3 separate regions of the Mus musculus genome follow, and regions 1 and 2 are each linked to region 3. The links are chromatin contacts, called in public Hi-C and HiChIP or PLAC-seq maps. All regions are on one chromosome and are shown on one strand. Each heading gives the region's core, a stretch centred on a gene start, on an enhancer-like site or on the middle of the called end of the contact. The rest is flanking DNA. Distances are from core to core; before and after follow the strand shown. Region 1 holds the start of Arid2 (AT rich interactive domain 2 (ARID, RFX-like)). Region 2 holds the start of Scaf11 (SR-related CTD-associated factor 11). Region 3 holds the start of Hdac7 (histone deacetylase 7).

Region 1 (3,861 bases), core at 1,184-3,683, 1.5 Mb before region 3:
CCGATTCCGCCGCGGTCCTGGAGCCGGAAGGCCCTCCGCGGTCCCCGCGGGCGAGCGCGCACGACGACGGCGGCGGGCCCTCCCGGTCCTCGTCCCTCCGGATCCGGGGCCCGCGGTCACCCCGCCGCGAGTCCAGTCCAGCCCACCCCGCCTCTGCCTTCAGCTACCCTTCCCGTGGCGCGCGGCCTCGCTCGGAGAAGACGGAAGAGGACAGGGCGCGCCGGGCCAGGAGTCGCCGACGTCCTTGGCAACGCGGTCCTTCCCCCCCCCCCACACCCCACGCGGGCTTCCCCCCCGGGTCCGCTGCATCCTCGGCGGAGGTATTCCACGGTGACGGGTCTCTCGCCTCGCGCACAAGATGGGGCCCGGGGAGCGGCCGCCCGGCGGATCCATGGGCGCCGCCATTTTGTGAGGCGCGGCGGCCGGAGCTCGGCTGTGTGTAATGGTTGCAGAGAGTGACCCCCCTCTAGGGAATCCCCGGCGCTGACGGTTACGCAAGGGGCCGTGCGCAAGTGCGGAGCGCAGGGAATCCGCACAGCCCGGCCAGCCCGGCTCGCCGCTGCCCTTGAGGCGGCGGGGGAAGGGGCGGCCGCTGGCCCAGCCCGGCTCTCCCCACCAGCGCGCCTCGCCTCGCCTCGGGCCCGGCCGGCTTCTCCTCCTCCTCCTCGGCCAGGGTCTCCGCCCCTCACAGGCTTGCGAGGCACTCACTGGTCCTCGGGTGTCAGGAATTTGCTAGCCACACCTTATCCCGACCCCACTGAAGACATAAACTTTACTTGGGAAATAAACCCGTTTCCTAGAGTGAGTACCGGAAGCACGCTCCGCTCTATTACATAATTCTCTCTTTTTTTAATATACTCCTCCCCGTCACCCGATAGGTGCTCCCATCGGAAAGACTACCTGAAATAAACCCATCCAGACTCTTACCAGCTTGTGACCTTGGGCTAGTGACTTTGCCACTGGTGGCTGTCTCTAAAATGGGAATCCTAGTAGACCAAAGGAGAAGCATGAGGCTCTCCACATTTGCAGACCGGGGAGGGCTCCAACACCCGGGTAAATGCAAATTTAAGTGGTACTAAAAAAAAAAAAAGATACAAATTTTGAATTCCCTATGTACACATTTTCTTTTTTTTTAAACTGAAAGGGAAAAACATTTTGCCCTCTTTTTCAGATACTAGTGCAAAAAAAGACCTAAGCAGTGTTATTCTCAAAGTTGGGAGGTTATTTCCCAACAGGCGCGATTACCGTTTGCGTACCTCCGGGTTCGGTGCACCAAACCGACCAAAAAAGGGAGGACGAGTGAAAAGCCTTACTCTAGCTCCACAAAAGTAGGGCAGGCAGTTTCCAGCCTATTCGATCCTACAGTTTGTCAAAGTGAGTTTACGGCCCCATCATGGACCATGTGCTCGGCGGGCTTCGTGCTAGCACGATGAAGCCCGGAGGCCAACGCCTCCCGCTAGCAACGTCTCCAGAGGGGGCGAGCGGACTCGTCCGCGGCCGCCGGGGCTGCGCCGAGCGAGCCTGCTTCTCAGTGTGGCCGGAGGCCCGGCGGGCGCCGCCGGGGACGCGAACATCGCCTCCACCCCTAAGCCCGGAACAACCGGTAGTGGCCGTTTCCCCGCGCCGCCCCCCTTTCCGCCCGCTTTGTGTGCGTGTGAAATGTGCTGCACATTGCAGATGAACCCTAAGCCGGGCGAGCCGAGTCTATTGTTCCCCGCGAGGAGCCGCCGCGACCGTGTGGAGCCAGGCGCAGTGCCGCGGCCGGCCCTCGGGGGGCGCTGTGCGGCGCTGGCGGCCCGGCCGTGGCGGCGGCAGCAGAGAACGGGAGGCTGGCGGGCAGGCAGGCAGGCCGGCGGGCGGCGCGCAGCGGCTCGGCTGCCGCCGGAGCCTGTGCCCGGGGACGCCCGGGCCGCCGCCGCCGCCGCCGCGCGTGAATGTGTGCGAGGGCCCCGCGGAGCCGCGGCCCGGATCCACGCTGTCACCCCGCTCTCCACAAGCCACCACACAGACCTCCCCCTCCCCACGCGGCCCCGCCTGCCCCGGCCCCGCCGCGCCGCCGCCGCCGCCGCCGCCGCCGCAACTCCCAGGCCTGCGGCCGCCCGGGCCCCTCGCCTCGGCTCGCCCGGCCCCCGGTCGGCTCGTGCGCCCCCCGGCCGCAGCACCATGTTGAATCGCGTCCCCGGGCCGAGCCGCCAGGGCCGGCGGCGCTGAGAGGCGGCCCAGAGCCGGGCCGCGGGAGGCGGCGAGGCAGGGTGGGGGCCGCGCTCGCCCCGCGGCTCCGCGCCCGGCCGCCCGTCGCCTGCCCCTCTAGTTTCGCTCCCGTTTCTTTAAACTTTTTTAGAAATTCCCCTCCCTCCGGCCCTGCGCTCCCCCTGGCCTCCCGCTCCCTCCTTCCCCTCCTCCTCGCCTCCTCCCCCTCCCTCCTCCCTCCCTGCGCCGCCGCCGCCGCCGCCGCCGCCGCCGCCGCCGCCACCGCCGGCCCATGACTGAGCCCCGCCACCGCCGGCCGAGGAATGGGCTCCGGGCGCTGGTAGGGAGCGCGGGGAGCGGGGGCCGCGTTTGAACCGCGATCTGGGTTTTTTCGGGAGACCTCCTTTGGCAAAATAATGGCAAACTCGACGGGGAAGGCGCCTCCGGACGAGCGGAGGAAGGGACTGGCTTTCCTGGACGAGCTGCGGCAGTTCCACCACAGCAGAGGGTGAGAGCAGGACCGGGGGGGCAGCGCCGGGGCGAGCCGGGGCGAACGGGGGCCCGCCGCGGGCGCGGGGTCCCGGTGACAAGTGCGGGGCTTTCTGTCGCCCGCAGGTCGCCGTTTAAGAAGATCCCTGCGGTGGGTGGGAAGGAGCTGGATCTTCACGGGCTCTACACCAGAGTCACTACTTTAGGCGGATTCGCGAAGGTGAGTGGAAGTTTTAATTTGTATTTCCCTCTCGCTGGCCTGCTCGGAAAAGTCTGCTCCGACCCGGGAGCAGGCGCCCGGGGTCGGGGGGGCGATCGGCGGGACACACGGCGTTCTCGGCGCTCGCAGCCGGTGGCCCACGGAGGCGGCCGGCGGCGGGGCTGTTTTCGGCCTGGTGGCTCGCGTGCGCGCGGCGGGCGCGGGGCTTGGGCGGGCGGTGCGGCCCGGCGGCGGGGAGCGCCCTGCCCGGTGTCCGGCCGGCCCCGCGGGGTCTGAGCGGCGCGGCGGGGAGCGCGGGCGAGTGGAGTGCTCGCCCGCCGCCCGCCGAGCCCGCGGCCCGCCCGCCCGCCCGCGAGTCAGCGCTGCCGCCGCCGCCGCTGCCGCTCTAGCACAGGCGGAGACACAGAGACACACAGACTCTGAGCAGTTTTCGTGCAACTCAAAATTAGCGCGGGCAGGTTTAACATCGATAATCGGCTGCGAAATGATCCCGGCGGCCGGGGGCACAGCCTCGGCCCGCTCGCCCTGGCTTTCTACAGCTAACAAAAGAAAGCAGGACCTGTCTGCAAATAGCCATCTTAGGCTTCAAGGCTAGGCAGAAGCTGTAGGCCTCAAAGAAGGGCCTATGGAGATGGATAGATCTGGGAGAGGGATCGGAGTCGGCCCCGGCCCCGGCCCCCCCAGAGCTCGCGGACGTCGCTGTCCGGAGCAGTATTGATCCTTTTGAACTTTTTTTTTTTTTTTTCTTTACTGCAAACGGACCGCGTTGAGATTTAAAAGGGGGCGACAGAGGGACTTGCGATTGGTTATTGTCCGGGCTTCAAAAACAAAACAAACCCACCAACCCCCCCCCAAAACAAAACAAGTGCTGCTAAATACAGGGCTCTCTGATGAAAACATAGTGATTCAAGCAGCCCTGGCTTAGTAACTCTCGTGGGTCGACCCCAGACACCCACTGCTCC
Region 2 (3,726 bases), core at 1,086-3,585, 1.4 Mb before region 3:
TGGACTTCTGAGTTCGAGGCCAGCCTGTTCTACACCTCATCTGTTTTTCAGTAGACAAGGTAAGACAAAACACCACTTACATCCCTAAAAGACAAGAGCAGAAGCTGGGAAGCACAGTGCACATTATTTTATAACTAGCTTGTGTTACTTTGAGGCACACTGCCCTCTTAGAATGGTGGTTTACAACTATCTTGCATTAAAGTACCTAAAATGTGCAGGCTGATGGGTAGTTACCATTATACTTCATTACTAAAGGTATATGTCAGGGATGACAGCAGGTTAGGTAAGTTTTCATGAAAACCGCTCGTAAACTATCCGTGCTCCAGGAAGATGGGAAAATTGGGAATACCCAATAGAAGGCCCAGAACCACGTGAGGGACTTCCAGGAAGAAAACTCTTAAAAGTTTTCTCTTAAAAATTAAGTAATTTACACTTTCTTTTGTATTTTTCTCCTTTGTCATGTTGAAGGCTGCCTTTGCAGTATATTTACAGAAGGGCAAAGAAAAAACTATTAGCTAAAGTGAAGCTACAGTAGGAACTGCTAATCTTTGAAACTCTGACCACAAGAGGGGCAATGGTGGCACACACCTTTAATCCCAACACTCTAGAGGCAGAGGCAGGCGGATTTCTGAGTCTGAGGCCAGCCTGATCTACAGAGCGGATCCAGGATGGATAGGGCTACACAGAGAAACCCTGTCTTGATAAACAATGAAGAAGAAGAAGAAGAAAAAAATGACTGCATAAACAAAACGCAAATTAATTCATATCTAAAGATATTTTCAATTTTTCTTTTTTGTCTATTTGGGCAAAAAATAAAAAATAAACCAACAATAACAACAAGAAAACTACTTTTTCCTTCTGTTTTAAATAATAATAAAATGGTTAAGCCAAGTGCCAAAGCAGAGGGGGAGGTGGGGGTGGAAACATGGTGTGGAGAGACAGAATTACCCAATAAAATTTTATTAAAAATACCGGTTAAATGAAAGGGCTAAGAATCTATTGCCTTCACTGTTGTGGGGCTGCGGCAAATAAATCATACATGAGTTATCTTTTCCTTGAAAAATGAAAAAAAACGTACTTATTGATATACTTTCCCCAAAATTCAGAGAAAACTGCCCAAACTGGGGGAAATTTGAATACTACCATATCTTAGTCAAGGCATACTAAAAAACTTTCTCGTCAGTTTTCGTTAGTTCGCTGCTAGTATATAAGGATGGTAGCCAAAATGTAATCCAAAATGAATGAGAAGCAGCCGCGGTTTTACGTAGTACGATCAGCATGTAAAACTTGCATTCTGTATTGTTTACTACCTCACACACGCAGATGATTAGCCGGACTACCGGAATACGATACTGTACAGATCAACGCATGGGGAGTGTAGGTCACCATTTCAATCTGGGACTGTTGCCCTCAATTGCAACCAGGTGTCTTTTAAATTAAATTCTTCGAGATCCGTGCGGAAGACGAGCGTGCATTGGCCAATCTTCTAATCGGTACTCAGTCCCCGGCTCTAAGGCGGGGTTGAGCGGGGCTGAGTTTCGATCTCCCGGCCGGTTGGACCGCGGGCAGCCCGGGCAGCGGGTTTTAAAAACGACGGCGGGGGTGGGGAGGCGGCCGCCGAGGGAGGGAGGGAGAGGCCGAGGCCAGGCGCCGGCCAGCGCTTCCTCGTTCAGGCGCCGGGGAGGTCACAGCCTAGTGAAGTTTGGTTTCACAAGCGGGACCCGGAGGCTCGGGGACGAACGCGAACTCCACGGGAAAGCGGGCCAGCCTGGGAGCGCCCGGAAGCACGGCCGACACGTTCCCACTGCGGGTGGGGGAGCTGCGGGCCGGGCCTGGAGCCCCTTCCTGCCTCGGCCGAGGCCCCGCAGCCCGCGCCGCCCCGCTCTGCTCCTAGGCCCCGCGCGCGCCCAAACTGGACCTCCGCCCCGCGCCGCCCGGGGCCGCGGCTCCCAACTTTGCTCGCAGCGAAAGACACCGCCCGAGCCGCGCGCGAGCCCCAAACTTTGCCCGCCCGCCCGGCCCGCGCCCCCGCCGCGCCGCGCTGCGCTGCGCCCCGGGGCGCCTCGTCCGCTCTCTCCGGCCCGCCGTGTTTACCTGAGGCCGAGGTCCCGCGGCCGCGCCGGCGCAGGAGGCCCGGTCTCCGTCAGTCCGCCGCTAAGTTCTGCACCATGGACTCCTCCGGCCGCTCGGAAGCGCGCGCGGCCCGCGGGCTGGCTCGGACGGCCGGGTCGGGAGCACGCAGGCAGCCACGCAGCAGGAGACCCGGGCAGGCGGCGCTAGCTCCGCGCCGCTTGCGCCACCGCCGCTCCCCTCCCCCGCCGTGTCTGGCGGCTCCCTCCCTTTCTCCCTCCCTCCTTCCGCGGGGCTCAGCCGCGCCGCCACAGGTCGGCGCACTGTGGTGACGACGCGGGCGGGCGGGCGGGCGGGCGGCTGGACCCGCCGCACGCTACCTGCTCGCGGGCGCTGCCGTACTCCCCCGGACCTCCAGGGGGCGCCCGCGAGCCGCGACGGACGGACGGACGTGGTGGGCGGGGCACGCCGCCCGGCTGGAGAGCGGGAGCTCCGGCGTCTGCGAGTGGCCGGGGCTTCTGGGAAACATTCTTCTTGCCCCGCCCTCTTGCCGCTCGGAGCGCTACGCGCACGCGCCGTGCTCAGTCCTCGCTCCACCCCTTTCCCCCTCATCCCCACCCCCGCCCCTGCGCCCTGGCCGCGCTCTCTCTGGTCGTGGCCTTTCCTGGCAGGCTCCGTGGGCGACAATAAAGATGTTTTGGAGAGACTGCAGTCCCGAGAAGAACTCGTGCGTAGTTGGCACGGATGAAGTACTCCGCCCGCTGCACGTGCGCGGCGGCCTGCCAGCCCGGGACACACTCCCACGCCCTAAGCCCGCGTCCCCGAGGCTAGCCGAGCCTGGCTGGCTTTAAGTGCTTCCACTTTCAGTCACTCTGCGATGTCCTCCTGCCCTGCAGCGCCCTCGGATCTTTTGTTTCACCTCGGAGGTGTCTTTACAGGCTTTTCGTCAGGCGCTGGCTTTTTCACCCCCTGCTCCACGCTCTAGCTTTTCCTAGTTGTCCTCTTGCAATCCACGCTGTCGCCTGGCCACCCCAACCCAGGCTGTTCCCTCCCTACCTCCAGCCCAGCAGCGTCCCCTGCCCTCCTCTCTGATCCTGTCGCTTCCCTGGCATCTTCATCCTGTGCTACTTGGCTGTTCAGTGCCCGTCACGTCACACCGAAGTTTGGGATGATGTCTCGTTAAGCTCTTCACAGAGCCGAGCACCAGCAAGGGACTGGGTAAATAACCGCTTAGGAATGCAATGAATGGCAGCCTTGTCTCTCCCAGTGTCAGTGAGCTATCTTCATAGGTTTGGAAATGTGGTGTTCCTGTGTGCAAGTATTTCGCAGTGATTTAGAGGTGTTAAAATACTTTGTTCTGATGAAACAAGACTTTCTGAGGGACCTTTCTCTTGTAATGACGACGAATGAAGCTGGTGATTAAGAAAACCTAAAAACCTGTTGAAACTGTTGTGTGACAGAATCAAGTCAAAGGCACTGTTAACCATCCTGCAGAGATAAAGTTTAGCTTTCCTGTGTACACTCGGGGTCCAGAATTCACCCTAGAGAATTTTATCAGTAAGAGCAATTCCCGGTGAAGATGTGATATTCTTTTGTATGTATTTTATTTTGTTTTTAATGCAGAGTCTCACTGTGCAGACCGATCCTCAAACTCCA
Region 3 (4,199 bases), core at 929-3,428:
GGTGCCATTCCTTGGCTAGGTGACTCTGGGCCTTACATTATTAGCTCACCTTTCTCTGGGGGCTCCTGTCAACGTTGAAACGACCAGTTCTTAAAGAAAGGCAAAGAGCAAAGAAGGCCAAGAAAGAAGTGTGCCTACAGCTATAAAAAGGTCCTCATTTCCAATCCCATCACAACTGAGCCACTAGGAACTAGATAGGTGAGAACCATTATCCCTGAGACAAGGACACAGGAGGCTCTGCCTGTTCCCTTACTCCCCGTGGATTACTGACTGGCTATGTGCGGTTGGTCCCTCTAGCTCTGAGCTTTGGAAAGTGAACTGAGAATCCTCCCCACCCACCCACCTTATCATGTTAATTTTGAGAAAAGCCTGCTTAAGTAAGGTGACCTGCTTAGAAGAGAAACCTTCTTTGCCTCAAAGCTCAGCATATGCCCTTGAGACACAGAAAAATGCCCCAGCTAAGGGGCCAAACTGAGCAGCAGGGGGCTCAGATGCACCCTGTACCTAGCTTTTCCAACGCACAGCTCTGAGGGTCTAGCTTGGAAAGGACATCATAAAACTAAAGACAGAGACACAAGCCTCAGCCCCATTGGGTTCAGGACTTGGTCCAATCTCAGTTATCTGGGTACCATACACTGGAACTGCTTTGTGCCTCATTTCCCCCCCAGGAATCACTGTAAAGAAGAAAAGTACTTAGTTACTGAGGGGAGACGTGAGGCTGCAGAGAGCAAGGAGGTTAAGAGTGAAGGATGATTTGCGGCGGATGGAGAAGAGGCTCGGAAGGTTGGCACAGAGGGGAGGCACGACCGCAGCCCATGGGGGTCCTCTTGGGAAGAAATGGGTCACCTAAGTACAAGTTAGAGGATAGAAACCAACCAAAGTGACAGTCTGCAATGGAATTTGAGCAAATCTAGGTAAAAGTCTGGAGGACTAGCTCCTGATTCCAGATGTTGCACTCCCTCCAGGGCCACCGAGGGCCAATGTCCTATTATCACCCTGAAACTTTGGCAGGCAGAACTGGGCCTCAAGCAGATGCTGCGTTGGGATGTGGGAAGGGATACTTAGCAGCAAGCCAACCCCGCCAGATGATGCAGGATGCTTTGGGGGAGTGCTGGACAGCCAGCAAGGATAGTTCAGGGAACCAATGGTCAGCCCTAAGTCGGCCCCAAACCGGCAGCCAGTGAGAAATAAGTGGGACTCATTAAGCGACCTGCATGCAGGACTTAGGTTTTTCTTCCAACTCAATTGGCGGAGAAATCGCAGTGGCGAAAAGACAGTTCAGTTGCCAGATTTGCCCGGGTTCTCATACTTCTCAGTACTATCAGACTGGGGGTGGGTGGGGGTGGGGGGGCTAGATCCAGCTCCCCACCTCCCTACCTCTCTCAGTACTCAGCCTGCGGCCCCCACTTCCCCACGCCTTTAACTGTCCTCACTGCTAGGCTGAACACAGTGTCTGTCTCTCTATGATGGGTGATCAAGGATAAGGGGTGATGCTCAGAGAAATCTCCCAGCCCAGTACCCCTCCAGGGGACGTTTCCCTCAGCTACAGGATCTGAGTAGGGCCCTGCCCAGTTCTACAAGACAGGGGCGCTGATGTCCAGCCCTGCAAGTTCTGCGCCAGTTCAGTGGGTCCTAGCCTTTGCCCTCCCGCTTCCAAACCTTTGGTCCCGGAGCACCGCCCCCTCCCGGGCCTCGGCGGCCGGCCGTGCCTCCCGGATCCCGGGGAGGAGGGTGACGGGACGCCCGGCCCTTGCACAGGCGGCCCCGGGCCTCCCACTGCCTCCCCGGGGCCTGTCGCTGCCCGGGAGCGGGCGGATGTGGGCGCCCCGCAGGAGGCCGGAGCCCTTCGGCCCCGGAACCAGCCGGGGCAGCGAGCGGGCCAGAGCCCGGGCGAGCGGGCGCGGTCCAGGGCGCGCGGAGGACCCGGCCAGCCGGACCGGCCGGAGACCCAGCCGCAGCCGGAGCGGGAGCCGGGGCGAGCAGCGCAGGGTGCCGCGCGCAGGGCGGGGCGGACGGGGAGGGGGTGGCCGCCCGGTACTCACCCGCGCCGGGGCTGTGCATCCAGGGGCCGGGGCCCTCAGAGCCGGGGGCTCATGGCGGGCGGGGGGCCGGGGCGCCGGCCTCACATCCCCCCGGTCGCCGGAGGCTGCAGAGCGACTGTGAGACGGCGAGAGGAAGGGAGGGGGCCGGGAGGGGGAGGGCCCTGGCAGCCTGGCCGGCCGGGTAGGATGACAATGGAAGGAAATGCTTTATCTGAGTCTGAGAGCGGGCCAAGGGGGAGGGGAGGGAGGGGGCCGGCGCTGGCGGCCCTGGGACACACCACCCGGGCTTCGCTCAGCAGCACACAGCCTGGCGGCAGACACCGATCGCGGCGGGGCGCGGCTCACCGCCCGGGAGGCAGCGCCGAACCCGGAACGCGGGACGCGGCCGGACCCGCGCGCGGCCGCGGAAGCCCCAGCCGCCGCGCGGCGCTGCGCCCCGCGCACAATTCCCGGAAACCCAGATACCTGAGTGCACGCACCCGTGCATACACAGCGTACACGGGCGTGCATCCATGTTTACACAAGCCAGGGTGCTTTACGCTTCGGGGAAGGACTCCTGTGCACACATCTACACACTTAAGTCAACGAGGGCAGCGCTACACACAGGGAGAGCAGGGCACGCTTGGAGTCTCGAGCAAGGAATCCCAGACGGACACCCCTGCCCCATCCTAACACACACACACCACACACACACACACACACACACACACACACACACACACGACTCTCCTCAGGAACACTTCAGGATCTGATTTGAACCACTGCCAGTCCAACCCCAGTGGCACCCCCCGCCCCCACTGTCTGCTGAGGGGAGCAGAAGGGTCCAGTCTGTTCCTATTAAAAGAAAAAAAAAAGGGGATGGGGGGTGGTGCAGTTTTCGAAACTTAAAAAAAATTTTTCTCAAGGGATTTCCTTCCATCCTCTCCTCTTCCTCTTCCATTCCTCTCCCTCCACAATGACCCTCCTTTGCCCCCCCACTCCTGGACCCTATGAGTCAAACTTCAGCAATGTGCCCAGTGTCCCCCAGTGCATTACAGCGGATCACAGAAATGTTCCAGTCTGTGAGTCGGAATGCAGCCGCCTCCAGCCCTCCCTCAGCTAATAAACTCAGCTGAGGACTGGCTTTGCACTGAAGCCCTCCCTGCCTCTCCCCCATCTTAGACGGGAGGAGGTCAGATTCAAGGGTCAGGGGCCGAGGACCTTCCCACTGAGTTTCCTGGCTTGGCCTGTCAGTCCTGTTGCCTCCAGCAATTTGGCAGGTCAGAAAACTGGGAAGGGAGAGCGGTCATTCACCAGGAACACTATGCTCCCCTGCCCTTGAGGTGCCCGCCACTGAAAGGCAGCTTCCTTCTGGTCCCAATCTACTCTCTGAGTCCTCGGAACTCCAAGAACCTTTAGAAGGGGAAAATGAGGCAGACCTAGAGATGTGATATCTTGGAAGCCAGAGTCTTGAGTGGCCTAGAGGGACGTTGGCCATGTTGCTAGGTCACACACAGGTCTAGACTCATGTGCCCTTGTTCAGCTGCTAAGTGTAACTCCTCTGTACCTGTTAATGGGTACTACAACCTTGCCCTAGCATCCATGGCCTCTTGCAATGTGGCACCACACACATCCCTGCCCAGTGTCTCCTGGTACTTTGCTCAGAGGTAGTTACCGTTATTACTACCACAGCCAGCCCTGTCAGCTAGCTGTTCATGTCCCCATACTTACCCACTTCCTTGCCTTGGCCTAAGACACTCCCTACAGAGTAAATGCCGCTCTACCTTTCTCCCTTCTGTTGTTGAAATCCCTTCATCTCCTCTGAAATGTTTCACGATTTCTGTAGCCTCAGCCGGAAGGATTTTCTTTCCCTTGAAGGACTCCACCCCAGCACTGATTTTCTCCCAGCCGCACTGACCCTCAGCTGTCTAGTCTATGAGTCTGAATCTCTTCTTTATCACAAGTGTTCAAGGTACCTAGCTTGGAAGCACTGCCTCAGCGTGGCTTCCGAGTTCTTCATTGACTCATGAATATTCATGACCTTCCAAGATCTCCCTCCAGCTAGACATCTCTAATAGACCCTCTGTCGGAAGTTGTCCATTCTGGCTCTGCTAGACACTTCCTCATCCACTGAGCTGTCTTTCCAAACCAGAGCACTCTACTTCCAACGACTTCCGT

The links. Hi-C and Micro-C count contacts between places; a contact is called where the count stands out from the background. HiChIP or PLAC-seq counts read pairs in DNA pulled down with a chosen protein or histone mark.
Region 1: a contact with region 3 is called in a Hi-C map of CD4 T cells, with 6 times the contacts expected there. The contact joins the promoter of Arid2 here to the promoter of Hdac7 in region 3. A contact is called at or near these places in 1 of 39 promoter capture datasets (pre-B cells), 3 of 484 Hi-C or Micro-C datasets (CD4 T cells, CD8 T cells and the G1E-ER4 cell line) and 1 of 115 datasets of contacts at active chromatin or transcription factors (pancreatic cancer cells).
Region 2: an H3K27ac HiChIP or PLAC-seq map of extraembryonic endoderm stem cells shows a contact between it and region 3, with 7 times the contacts expected there. The contact joins the promoter of Scaf11 here to the promoter of Hdac7 in region 3. A contact is called at or near these places in 3 of 39 promoter capture datasets (3T3-L1-derived adipocytes, the C10 cell line and hippocampal neurons), 1 of 484 Hi-C or Micro-C datasets (B cells) and 2 of 115 datasets of contacts at active chromatin or transcription factors (extraembryonic endoderm stem cells and large pre-B cells).

What each region holds. Positions count from the first base shown.
Region 1 is chr15:96,285,089-96,288,949 of GRCm38.p6, forward strand. Arid2 (AT rich interactive domain 2 (ARID, RFX-like)) reads left to right here and starts at 2,434. Exons shown (of 21, transcript NM_175251.4): 1 at 2,434-2,698; 2 at 2,806-2,899. The coding sequence starts at 2,607. It overlaps Gm38469 (spidroin-2), which reads right to left and starts at 2,310. Exons shown (of 3, transcript XM_011245785.3): 1 at 928-2,310. The coding sequence starts at 2,165. The coding sequence ends at 1,422.
Region 2 is chr15:96,458,508-96,462,233 of GRCm38.p6, forward strand. It overlaps Scaf11 (SR-related CTD-associated factor 11), which reads right to left and starts at 2,336. Exons shown (of 15, transcript NM_028148.2): 1 at 2,095-2,336. It overlaps Gm41408, which reads left to right. Exons shown (of 2, transcript XM_030248866.1): 2 at 1,537-3,726. The coding sequence ends at 2,402.
Region 3 is chr15:97,829,317-97,833,515 of GRCm38.p6, forward strand. It overlaps Hdac7 (histone deacetylase 7), which reads right to left and starts at 2,179. Exons shown (of 25, transcript NM_001378971.1): 1 at 2,043-2,179. The coding sequence starts at 2,061. Gm33636 (a long non-coding RNA gene) reads left to right here and starts at 1,370. Exons shown (of 4, transcript XR_001781759.2): 1 at 1,370-1,989.